2 separate regions of the Mus musculus genome follow, and region 2 is linked to region 1. The links are chromatin contacts, called in public HiChIP or PLAC-seq maps. All regions are on one chromosome and are shown on one strand. Each heading gives the region's core, a stretch centred on a gene start, on an enhancer-like site or on the middle of the called end of the contact. The rest is flanking DNA. Distances are from core to core; before and after follow the strand shown.

Region 1 (2,700 bases), core at 58-2,557:
GGTTAAGGTCACACAGCAAATTCAAGCAGAGTTAACCAGTGCCATCTTATCCTTGGGCTAAGGGAAAATGCTTTCTGCCTCTGGGGCTTAGAGTATGAAAAATGGGCTTGGTTGGGAGCCTAGGGGATGGGGCAGGCTAGGACCACCAAGCAAGCTTTGTGTAGGGAATCTTGATCTTCCTACACCTGGAGCTGTGTTAGCTCCCTCACACAACTCCACTGTGAGGCTCTTCTTTCATGTATACATGCCAGGGAAGAGGACCAAGGGACAAGACACCTCTGCCTTGTCTTGGAACCCAGGCAAGGCCCCAGAGCCACCCCTCTGCTGGGGTAGGTCAGAGGGTGTATTTCCTCTTCTGGCCTGCAGAGGGCTTGCAGGCCAGGCTCTGGGCACAAATCAAAGCATTGGCGTTCCGAACTGAAGCAGGGCCCAGGAGCCTGCCTGGCCTTAGCTCCTGGCCTGCTTCCATCCTGTAGGGCTTGAGGTACGGTCTCCTCCAGGCTGGGTGGACTTCTCCAGAGAGAGACAGAAAGTGGTACAGGAAACGGAGACCTAGTAAATCCTAGTTCAGTCCACTTGAGGAGACCCTAACTCTACTCAACACACCTCTCTTGATTTTTCTCTAAAGCTCTCACCTCCGATCAGAGACTTTGCTCTGCACTCTCACTCCTAGTAAATGACACCAGACGAGGAGAAAGGGGATAGGGGATAATCCGATTGACAGGGAGGGGCTGTCCGGGCCAGTCAAGTACCCAGGCAGAGCTATCCATTGCCTTCTGCTGGTCCTGCCCAAGCCCCAGGATGGATGGAGGTTAGGGAGGAAGAGTCACCCCTGTTCTGCCCTTCTTCCAAGCCACCCTCTTTCTGAGGAGCCATTCTTGGTCCCTGGAGAGTGGTGTCTGGACATGCATGGTTGGAGTCACAGACAACAGATTCCTTAATCTTGGGGTCTGGGTCTCTCTTAATGAGCCTTCCAGGCACTGCTGAGAAACCAGGGTAATTGTTCCCTGTGGCAGTAATGAGCAGGAGCCAGGCTCTGTCCAAACTTGAGAGAGGCCAGGAGGGGAGCTGGTGTGTAGCTAGGAGCCTCCCTGTGCCCAGCCCTGGGCCTTGAGTGCTCCCTCCTTCCATCTTCCCAGGAACCCTCAGGCTAAACTGATGGTCCGACGGTCCCCATCGCTAGGCTGAGTGGGCAGAGCTAGGGGTGACTTGCTCCTAGTCCGGCAGTGGCTGACTCAGCCTTGTGCCAGACACTTGAGCAAGATCTCCAGATTGAGGCCTGAGAGACAGTGTCACTTCCCCTCCTGGTAGTCCCAGTTACCTCATCTGCCACCTCCCAGACTCCTGCACTCTGGGGCACAAGAACTGCCTGGTGGCAGGGGCTGCTTCGGGAGTCTAGCTTGCTCCAGTTCTCATGGCTTGCAGGCGGTTGCTGTGTCAGAGGGAGTTTTCAGGTAAGGGTGCTTCCCTCCTCCAGTGTTTGCCCGCTGTGCACACCATTGCAGTCCCGGGCTGGGTGCAGAAGGCTGAGCAGGTGTGGGTGGGTGTGGGGCCTTCTCCCTTCCTCTTATTTCCTCTACCAAGTTCTGCCCAGAACTAGGCTGCACAACACCGGGGGACAAGGCACAGAGGCCTGGAGTGGAGGAGGCAAGGAAATGGGGACCTGACTGTGTCTTGGGTGGGGAGGTGGAATACTGAGGCAGAGGTCAGAGTTTGACTTCTGAATGAAACATGACATTTTTTCCCCTTTCTGGGCCTCAACTTCTTACCTGTGAGTTCAAGTAGCTGAGCATGTGCCTGAGTATTGTCTATGCTAGATGATATAGCATATAAATGTGTTTAATCCCAGCAGAGGTAGGCAATCTCTGTGAGTTCAAGACTAGCCTCTTCTGCATAGTGCATCTCTTGTGTGTTGCAGGTCAGAAAGATCCTATCTCAAAAAAAAAAAAAAAAAAACCCAAAACTCTGTGTGTGTCAAATTTTAGAGAGTAAAGAGGGTCCCTTGGGGAGGGGCTGGGCGGGACTCTCAGAGCTGCTCAGGCGCCTTGGCAGGAACTAGCAGGAAGGATGCTAAAATACAATGTAGCCTGAGGTTAACTCCACTGGGAAAACGGATTCCCTGAGTCCAGGCACTGCTTGTTAAGGGGAAGAAAAGCAGAGTAATTGGATGTATCTGGGAGCAGGGCTAAATCCTTCTGAGGGTTTCTGTTCACATTTGCCTCTGCTGATCCTGACGGAGGAAAGGCAGGCAGGCGCCCCATATTTGGTACTGCTACCTCCGGAACGTACGAAGCTAGCTTTGTACCTGGCGCAGCCTTCCCAGCGCTAGGATTACATGCATGTACCAAGTGCTATGCCTTCCATGGTGCATCTGCATGTGTGTGCAAGACAAAGGTGTGGATGTGTAGTTCGTGAGTGTGTGTAGCTCCAGTGCCAGTGGGAGTTTCTACTGCTGAGACTCCATTTGGCTAGGATGAAGCTCAGCTTGTTGCAAAGCATGTCTGAAGCCCTGGGCTGGATCCTCAGCACTACAAGATACTGGGCATGGCAGTGAGTATCTGTCATGCCCCTACTCAGGATGTAGAAGCAGGAGGATCAGAAATTCAAGGTCATCCTCAGCTACGTAATGAGTTCAAGGCCAGCCTGGAGAAATTTTTTTCTTTCCTTCTTTCTTTTTTTCTTTTCTCTTCTCTTCTCTTC
Region 2 (2,700 bases), core at 122-2,621, 120 kb before region 1:
AACTCATTTATTGGCCATGTTGGGGATCAAGTGCTAGGGCTTTCACATGCTAGGCAAGTGTCCTACCACTGAATCACTTTTAACACTCTATTGTTTTGTTCTGCCTTACAATGTTGCTTTTGGATTGTGGCTTAAACCCAGGAACTCTCAAACATACCAGGAAAGTTCCCTACCACAGGGTTTCGTCCCCAGACCAGCTCTCCACTTTTTAAAATTAATTGATTTATTAATTATGTTTTGAGACAGAGACTTACTATTTAGTCCTGGTGGGCCTGGCGATCACAATGTAAACCATTCTGTCCCCAAACTTATAGAGATCTGCCTGCCTCTGTCTCCTTAGGACTGGAACTCAAGGTGTGAGCCACCGCACCCAGCTTTATTTATTTATTTATTTTTTATTTTTTTGAAACGGGGTCTTGCTCTATAACACTGGCTGACCTGCTACCTGCTATGTAGTCCAGGGTAACCCCAAACTCACCACACTCCGGCTTCCTCAGCCTCCCCAGGGCTGCGATTATAGATGTACACTACCATGCCTGGCTCATTTCTCCAATCTAAAAGTCATGAAACTGTAACTACCCCAAAGCCAATGCCTTCCTTGCTCAAGGTCACATAGTGAATTAAGAGAGTGGTTGTTCGCCCCTAGCATCTGGAGCCAGAGGTAAAATTGATATCATTTGTAGAACTAGGCTGGGGCAGGGGTGTTGCTGGAGAGGGATCAAAAAGCTAAGAACGTAGAGCAGGATGCAATCAGGAGGGTGTGGCCTTCTCCCACACCACGAAGCAGAAGAGACAGGAACTCCCAGCAGAGTGGGTGCCAGCTCATTGTTTCAGGATGGCAAGAATTGATGAAGGCACAGTGTCATGGCAGCTGACCCTGGGCTAGAATGCAAAGCTTCTCTCTCCCATTGGGGTCCTATCTACTCATCTCTACTCACTAATGTGACCCCTGGGTGGGATATCTTTCCAGTGCCTTGGAGACTCAGGGTTCCTCTGGTCTCTGTTGTTAGAAGTTTCCAATTGATAAGCTAGGCAGTCAGACTGGACTCAAAGCCCAGGTCTCCAGGCGCCATACAGAAGAGAGGCACCTGGGGAGCGGGTAGAGAGGGTCTTGGACAGGTCTTTGGATATTAGTTTTCTCATCTTTCCCGAGGAAGACCTGGAGTCAGCAGTCTATGAGGTCTGGCCCCCTTTGCTGTGCAAGGGTAGGGAGGTGGGGCTGAGCTCCTGGTGGGCTGGTGGGTGGGAGGCAGAGGAAGTGGCAGGAGCCACCCTAGGCTGCCCATGTCTGTCTGGGCTGACCCATTACAGGCAGGGAAATCACAGACTCAGCGCTCAGACATCTGGGAGGCTCTGGGCAGCCTGGGTATTTTTAGAAGGCCAGACATGCCCAGAATCCTGGGCGTTGCTGAGCCAGAAAATCAAGGAGAACAGCAGAGAGCAAACCAAAAGCAGTGGCCTGAGCCCTGAGATCAGCTGGCCCGGCTTTTCCCAAGATCCCTGCTAGGCCTACTGTATGCACTTGTCCCTTTGATTGTCACTGGATCCTGCTTCCTTTTGCGTATTCAGGTGCAGACCTATGGCACAGTCCAGACCTGCTTAGAGTCCTTGCCCTCCACCAATTTACTTAGGCAGCTATTTGGTACCTTTTCTGGTTCAGATGAACTTCTGGACCCCAGGGACATATAAATGACAGGAGCGATCTTCCCATTGTTTGTGGGTAATGAAAATGCCAGTGTCCTGAGATCACTGTGGGAGAGAAGGAAGTTGGATCTGGAGGAACTCTCAGGACTTCCACAAGAATCAGATAATAATCTAGAGAGGAAAATGCCAACTTCCAGCTGTGGGGCTAACACTGTGGAGTGATTACCAGTCCTTTTCAGACCCAGGCCTTTTCCTCTTATATTGTTTCTGAAACAGGACATTTCAGAGGTGGGGTAGCCAGGTGTGGTGGTACTTGCCTGTAATCCAAGCACCCAGGAGGCTGAAGCAGGAACATAAAGTCTGAGGCCAGCCCAGCCTGAGCTAGAGTTAGTTGAAAGTAAACCTAAGCAATGTAATGAGGCCCTGTCTCAAAAAGGCATCAAGAGAAGGGGGAAGGGCGCAAACAGTGCAATAAAGGGTAACGCAACCCCTTCCCACACTTATCTACCAGAAAACATGCCTAGCTTGCAATGGTAACCGGAAAGAATGGTTGTCCCTGCACCCTTCCCCTAATTTTATCTCCACAAACTTCTCCAGGTAAGTCCACTCCATCACATTGCAGACAAGAACCCAAGTCCTGCAAGGGGCTTCTCTAGCCCAGGTGGACTCTGAGCTATCTGGATCTGCATGTCCTTGTGTGATAGAAAGCACAGGAAGGATACTGCCAGGCTTGTGTTTCAAAGGGAGAGGACTGGGGTGGTGGGTGAGCACAGGGCAGGGGTGCATCCTCCCACCCCACCCTTGCCACAGTTCTGTAGCACAACTGCGTCTTCAGTTTAGACCTGGAATGCCCCTGGGTCTCTTCTCTGTAGCTTTCTACCTAGGATTTTTTCCAGTGTCTCACTAGCTAAAGTTCTCTGCCTTATTTGTGATATCTGTGACTTTTCTACCTAAATTATTAAATTTGCTACTTGTACTATAATGATGACCTAAGCAAATTAATAAAACATTCTGGCTAAATGCAGAGTGTCTCACCAAGAGGGTTCTTCTTTGTCA

Evidence for each region. HiChIP or PLAC-seq counts read pairs in DNA pulled down with a chosen protein or histone mark.
Region 2: an H3K27ac HiChIP or PLAC-seq map of microglia shows a contact between it and region 1, with 3 times the contacts expected there. The contact joins the enhancer-like site here to the promoter of P2ry6 in region 1. A contact is called at or near these places in 1 of 39 promoter capture datasets (macrophages), 4 of 115 datasets of contacts at active chromatin or transcription factors (the HPC-7 cell line, double positive thymocytes, memory CD8 T cells and 1 more) and 3 of 9 other capture datasets (adipose tissue, liver and pancreatic islet).

The regions. Positions count from the first base shown.
Region 1 is chr7:100,962,973-100,965,672 of GRCm38.p6, reverse strand. It overlaps P2ry6 (pyrimidinergic receptor P2Y, G-protein coupled, 6), which reads left to right and starts at 1,307. Exons shown (of 3, transcript NM_183168.2): 1 at 1,307-1,454.
Region 2 is chr7:101,087,527-101,090,226 of GRCm38.p6, reverse strand. No RefSeq gene overlaps it. Among named protein-coding and RNA genes, the nearest start is that of Fchsd2, 20 kb to the left of the region's middle. Within about 2 kb of position 1,371, at least 50 of the 459 cell types and tissues checked have an H3K27ac peak or open chromatin away from gene starts, as enhancers often do. A contact at or near this core is called in adipose tissue and microglia, where this site is marked.